Regions from separate parts of the Callithrix jacchus genome. Here region 1 is linked to region 2. The links are chromatin contacts, called in public Hi-C maps. All regions are on one chromosome and are shown on one strand. Each heading gives the region's core, a stretch centred on a gene start, on an enhancer-like site or on the middle of the called end of the contact. The rest is flanking DNA. Distances are from core to core; before and after follow the strand shown. Region 1 holds the start of GREB1 (growth regulating estrogen receptor binding 1). Region 2 overlaps GREB1 (growth regulating estrogen receptor binding 1).

Evidence for each region. A called contact is a pair of places that touch in the nucleus more often than the background predicts.
Region 1: a contact with region 2 is called in a Hi-C map of skeletal muscle, with 16 times the contacts expected there. The contact joins the promoter of GREB1 here to the enhancer-like site in region 2. A contact is called at or near these places in 3 of 3 Hi-C or Micro-C datasets (induced pluripotent stem cells and skeletal muscle).

What each region holds. Positions count from the first base shown.
Region 1 is chr14:103,567,294-103,569,993 of calJac240_pri, reverse strand. It overlaps GREB1 (growth regulating estrogen receptor binding 1), which reads left to right and starts at 1,333. Exons shown (of 33, transcript XM_078348497.1): 1 at 1,333-1,587.
Region 2 is chr14:103,464,000-103,466,699 of calJac240_pri, reverse strand. GREB1 (growth regulating estrogen receptor binding 1) reads left to right here. Exons shown (of 33, transcript XM_078348497.1): 8 at 2,004-2,117; 9 at 2,592-2,700. Among named protein-coding and RNA genes, the nearest start is that of NTSR2, 81 kb to the right of the region's middle. Within about 2 kb of position 1,414, at least 3 of the 16 cell types and tissues checked have an H3K27ac peak or open chromatin away from gene starts, as enhancers often do.

The DNA of each region.
Region 1 (2,700 bases), core at 84-2,583, 100 kb before region 2:
CTATTTTTTGCTTTTTATTTTTGTTTTATAGTCCATGAGCCAATAAGTATACTTTTTACATTCTTAAAAGGTTACCTTTAGGTGGGGAGCAGTGGCTCTTATCTGTAACCCCAGCACTTTGGGAGGCTGAGGCAGGATAATTACTTGAGGCCAGGAGTTCCAGACCAGCCTAGTGACAAAGTGAGACCCTCATCTCTAAAAACAAAAAAAAAGCAAAAAAAAAAAAAAAAGAAGAAAGAAAGAAAACAATGAACTTACATTTTAAATTGACTAAAATACCGACCTCTTGCCATTTAAGAAAAATTTGCTGACCTCTGTTCTATGGGATTTTATCTGCCTGGTAAGACATAAGCTGTCAAAACGAAGAGAGAAAAAAATGTAAGGACATTTTTCACAGTGATTATTGGTTTAGCAGTTATAGTAACTAACCCAAACCATAGAGTGGACATTTGGGCTAATGTTAGTTAATTCAACATCTTATTCTGCACAGGTTTTTACTAGAGTGGCTGAAATGAGATGAGCTATACCCTAGAAAGATAAATGCAGTTCCAGAATGTTCACTGCAGTCTGGCTTATAATCTCAACTCAAATGTCTATCAACAGAAGAATGTATGTATGACTTGTGCCCTATTCATACAATGGAATACAATGTAATAGTTAAAATGAATAAACTAGAGCTATATATATGATCAGGTGGATCTCATAATCTTGAGCAAAACAAGACAAACTGACCAGGTTTCAGAATGAAATAGGATGGTGACACACAGGAAATTGTAAAGCAGATAAAAATTCTCTATATGATTTATGAACACATGAATAATGCAGTAACAGTGTAAACACAGGAATGGGATGCTTTGGAAGAGTACTAGGGGTGACCCGAGGAAGGCTTCCACTGTTTGTAATATTCATGTCTTACATAAACAGTTGAAGCAAGTGTGGCACGATGTTAGGATTGGCTGGTTCTTGAGCACATGGGCTCTTTACGTTACTTTCTTAGTTTAGCGTGTATTTGAAAATTTCACAATGAGAAAAGTCAAATGTGGGTGTTTGAGCTATTTCATAATGAGGAAAGGAAAATGAAGGTGCTGCCAATCAGAGTATGGCGAGCTGCAGGGATTCACCCAGGCTTCACTTTCACTGAGAACCTGCAGTGTGCTGGCAGGTGCTGGGGCCTAAACCTCACTCCCTGCTTTTATTGTTTAATCACTCAGTCCAGATTTGTGAACTGTGAGTTTTCAGGCTGTTTTCAAAGACAGTGGTTATTAGGCCCAAGGCCTCACTAGGGGTCCTCGCGGTGAGTGGCAGGGGGCCCAGGGCCAGTTTCCTGAGTCCAGTTCTGCTTCTGACTGCCTCCTGAAAACACAGGGACCTGTGTTTCGCACACACACACACAAAAGGAAAGAGACAGAGAGGAAAGAAAGAAAGAGAAAGGAAAAAAAAAAAAATAGAAAGAAAAAGAAAGAAAAGAAAAGAAGGATCTCAAGCTTTCTTGTCTCAGCTTCCTCCAGTTTTACTTCTGCCCCGTGCTCGTCCCTTGGGGCCACCTCAGCAGCCGCCGCCAGTGAGGTTTGCAGGGACTCATTTGAGGTTCGTTTATTTCTTCCTTCTCTCATTTTTTTCCCGACCTGTCTGTCACCAGGGAAAGCTGGCCGGGTTCCAACCACAGGGGCCCATAGTTCCAGAATCTTTCTCTTCCTCTGTTGATCTCGAGCCGGTCCTCTCGTGGGCCGCTCGCCGACCTCGGCTGCTGGGGACCGGGTGCCCCCATCTCCCGCGTCTTGAGCGCTCGGCGGCGATGGGGAAGAGGACCGTGGGCGCCGCGGTGACTGCGCTCGGTCGGGCTCAGTCCCTGTGGCCGAGCATGCAGATCCGGGGGCCCTTGTGGTGCAGTTTTGGGGAGGCCTGGGCTCCACTCCCGCAGCCTCACAGCCACGCCGCGTCCCGTCTGGGCGCCTGCGTTCCACAGCGACAAAATGACCTCGGTCCTCCGAGGGGTCCCCCAACCTCTGTCCAGATCTTCTTCCCCGCTAAGTGCCCTGTCCCCGGAGGGGGCGTCCAGTATGGCCCCAGGGGTGGGACGGGGCCGCTGCAGGGAGGGCGGCCTCCGGAAGAGGGAGGACGCCGCACCGTCGAGCGCAGACGGCGCACGGAGCCCGGGGCTGGCGCTCAGGGCTCCTTCCATCTTTCTGAACCCACGAGGTTCCTTCCATCTTTCTGAACCCACGCAGGTGGGCGCGGGATGGGACCTGGCAGCCGCCAGGGCAGGACAAGCGGGCAGGGCGGCCGGGCTCGGCGACCTTCCCTGGGGCGCCGGAGCCGGGAGCGCGTCTTTGTTGGGAACGAGGGCGGGAGGGTCAGGGTAAACCTGGGGTTCCAGGTCCGGGGCGCGAACCCGGGCGGGAGTGCGCGGGGGCTCCCCTCAGTCCCTGTCACCTGCGCCCCCCGCCGGGCGCCTCTGGGGGTGCGGGGCCCGCGCCCTCCCCGACCCTTCCCCGGCGGAGGTCCAGGGGCGGCCGCGGAGGAGGGCCGGGCGGTGGGCTCGGCCGCCCCGAAGACCCGGAGAAGTGGATCACAGGGGGCGGCCGGTGTCAGGGGTCGAGTCTTCCGCGCCGGCCGCGGCTCCGGAGATCCGGGCTTTGCCGAGCGCCCCGCTCCTCGTCCGGGGCCAGGGCCGGGGACCGGGCCGGGTGCGGGGCCGGG
Region 2 (2,700 bases), core at 165-2,664:
GTGCTGCCCCCTGGGGGCGGGGTGGGAAATGCTCTGGTAAAGGATGGAGTTATTGTCCCAGACACAGGGTCTTACTGGCATTTGGTGCTGGGACAGAGTGGGCAGGCTACATAATGAATTGTCTTCCAGAAATGCCACATAGTACCTCCCCAAGAGACATTTTCAGAAATAGTTGATCCACACTGGTACCATGGGAGCAGCTCCTGGTGACATCTGGGAAGAGCTCATGGGCTTAGGGTCTACTTAGAGCTGTTTATAGAATTAGCTTCCCAAAGTGAGAAAAGACCTGCATCTCTTCCATCCTTACCGAGACCTGGCTCCAAGCCGTGTCCCCTCTAGACGATCAGCAGAGCTTTTAGAGGAGCTGGCTGCTTAGCCTCTGTGGGGGGCCTCCCATTGCAACTGAGACAGATGTTTGCAGAGTGGAAGGCCTCATCTCTGCAGACAGGGTGAGGAAAACAGCAGCTGCCCCAGTGGTTGTAGGGAGGGTGAAAGGAGCCCACAGGTTTGAAAGCTCTTTGTAAACAAAGTACTTTCTGCTTTTAACTTTTTATTTACTTTGAGTCAGTCTGATGAGGTGAAAATATTTTTTGGGTTACTCTTAAGAGACTGTAAAGCAATGATTCTCACCCTGCAGCGTGCTTAAGAATTATCAGGCTGGCGGGGTGTGGCGACTCACACCTATAATCCTAGCACTTTGGGAGGCTGAGGCAGGCGCATCACCTGAGGTCAGGAGTTCGAGACCAGCCTGACTAACGTGGTGAAATCCCATCTCTACTAAAAATACAAAATTAGCTGGGCAGGGTGATGTATGCCATTAGTCCCAGCTAGTCGGGATGCTGAGGCAGAATCGCTTGAATTTGGGAGGCAGAGGTTGCAGTGAGCTGAGATTGCGCCATTGCACTCCAGCCTGGGCAACGAGAATGAGACTCCATCTCATAAAGAAAGGAATCACCAAGCTGGCTTATAAAGGATGGTATTTTCTTAGTGTCGTTTCCAGAGATGTGATTCTGGAGGTCAAGGCGGGGCCCAGGACCGAAAAGGTTTAATAGGCTGGTGTGGGTTCTGTGCAGCTTCTCGGGTCACACCTGCAGAATCGTTGCTCTGATTGGTGCTTCTCCACCCAGGCCATGCATTAGAATCATGGGGAAGCTCTGAGGCATTGGGATGGGTCCTGATCCCATAATGGGCTTCTGGTTTACCTGGGGCGGGGCTGCATCCAGAGTTTTAAAAGTTTCCCGGGTTAGTTAAATGTGCAGCGGAGGTTGAGACATGAATCTCTACATGTAGGGGAAATTTTGTATCTGGTTAGTCAAGAAACTATGGAAACCAATTCTTGGTGTTTAAGACCATTCACCAAGATAGCTTGAGTCATGAGCATGCTGTTATCTAGAGTAGGTGGGGATGACTCATTGCAGTGGGTGCCAGCCTCTGTACTTGGTTTTTTTGAGTCTGAAATTAGCTTTCCAGGCTGGGGCAGGGAGGGGAGCACAGGCAGATCAGTACTGCCCCCAAGCGGTGGAGCTGTGGTGGTGGATCGAATGCTGCCGTCGCCTGTGCGGAAACGTTTTTCTCTCTTCCAGCCCTTCAGAAGTGAATTGGAATATGTCGGTAAAAGCAATCATGGTCGTGAAGATGATGATGTGGGGAATTCTGACTACCATATGGGGTCCAAGCTCCCTGAAGTTCATTGCACAAAGTGCTCTACATACTTTCTCTTTAATTCTGATCGAAGCACCTTTCAGAGTAGGGTTTAGTGTCCCATTTTAAAGACGAAGGCGCTCAGACTCAGAGAAAGTTGAGACACACACACAACTTCGAAGTGAAACATTTACAAAAAACATTTCCTTATGCCTAGATATTTTGCTAGGTCCTTAAAACCCATGTGAAACTGTGATTAGAAAAAACAAAATAAAACAGATCATTGTTCTCCAAACCAACGGAAAGATTTATTGGAGCTCTTTCCTGGTGATAGCCTAATCCACACTCTGAATATTGTCTAGGTATCTTGTCAAACTCCGGGCCCCCCAAAAAACGCCACAAAGGGTGGTCTCCAGAATCTCCATCAGCTCCAGATGGTGGCTACCCCCAAGGTGGTGGGAACAGAGCTAAGTATGGTAAGTGATGGCAGCCTCGCCCAGAATTCCAGACTTGGGTGCTGGTGGTAGTGCCGCTGCCAGTAGTGTTTGCATGTGTGCATGTGCACGTGTGTGAGTGTGTATTCTGGCGAGGGAGTTCTAAGGAGGCAGCGTGTGGTGTAACAAAAGATCTCTCTCTCATGTTAGAATTGCTTTATACAGTGTAGCATCCCTGTATGGTAGTGAGTTCTCTGGGTGTTGAGAAATTTTAAAAGAGGCTGTTTATCACTTGGCAGAGATATTGCAGAAGAGACTGAACCACTGGGGGAAGGATGGACTGAATGAACTTGAGGTGCCCTTGACCTTAGGAATCTGTGACTCTAAGAGTCTGGTGCTCCAGTAATCAAGGACATTGGTTGGGGGGTAGCAGGTTTGCTGGCCGGCCTGATGTCAGGTGTGTGAGAGGCGGGTGCCTTGTCTGATGTCTTTACTAACATTCTTGGGTGTTCCTAGAGAGCGCAGGCATGTCCTGCATGCCCCAGGTTGGCTTGGTGGGACCAGCTTCAGTCACCTTTCCAGTGGTGACCTCTGGAGAACCCGTGTCTGTTCCTGACAACTTGCT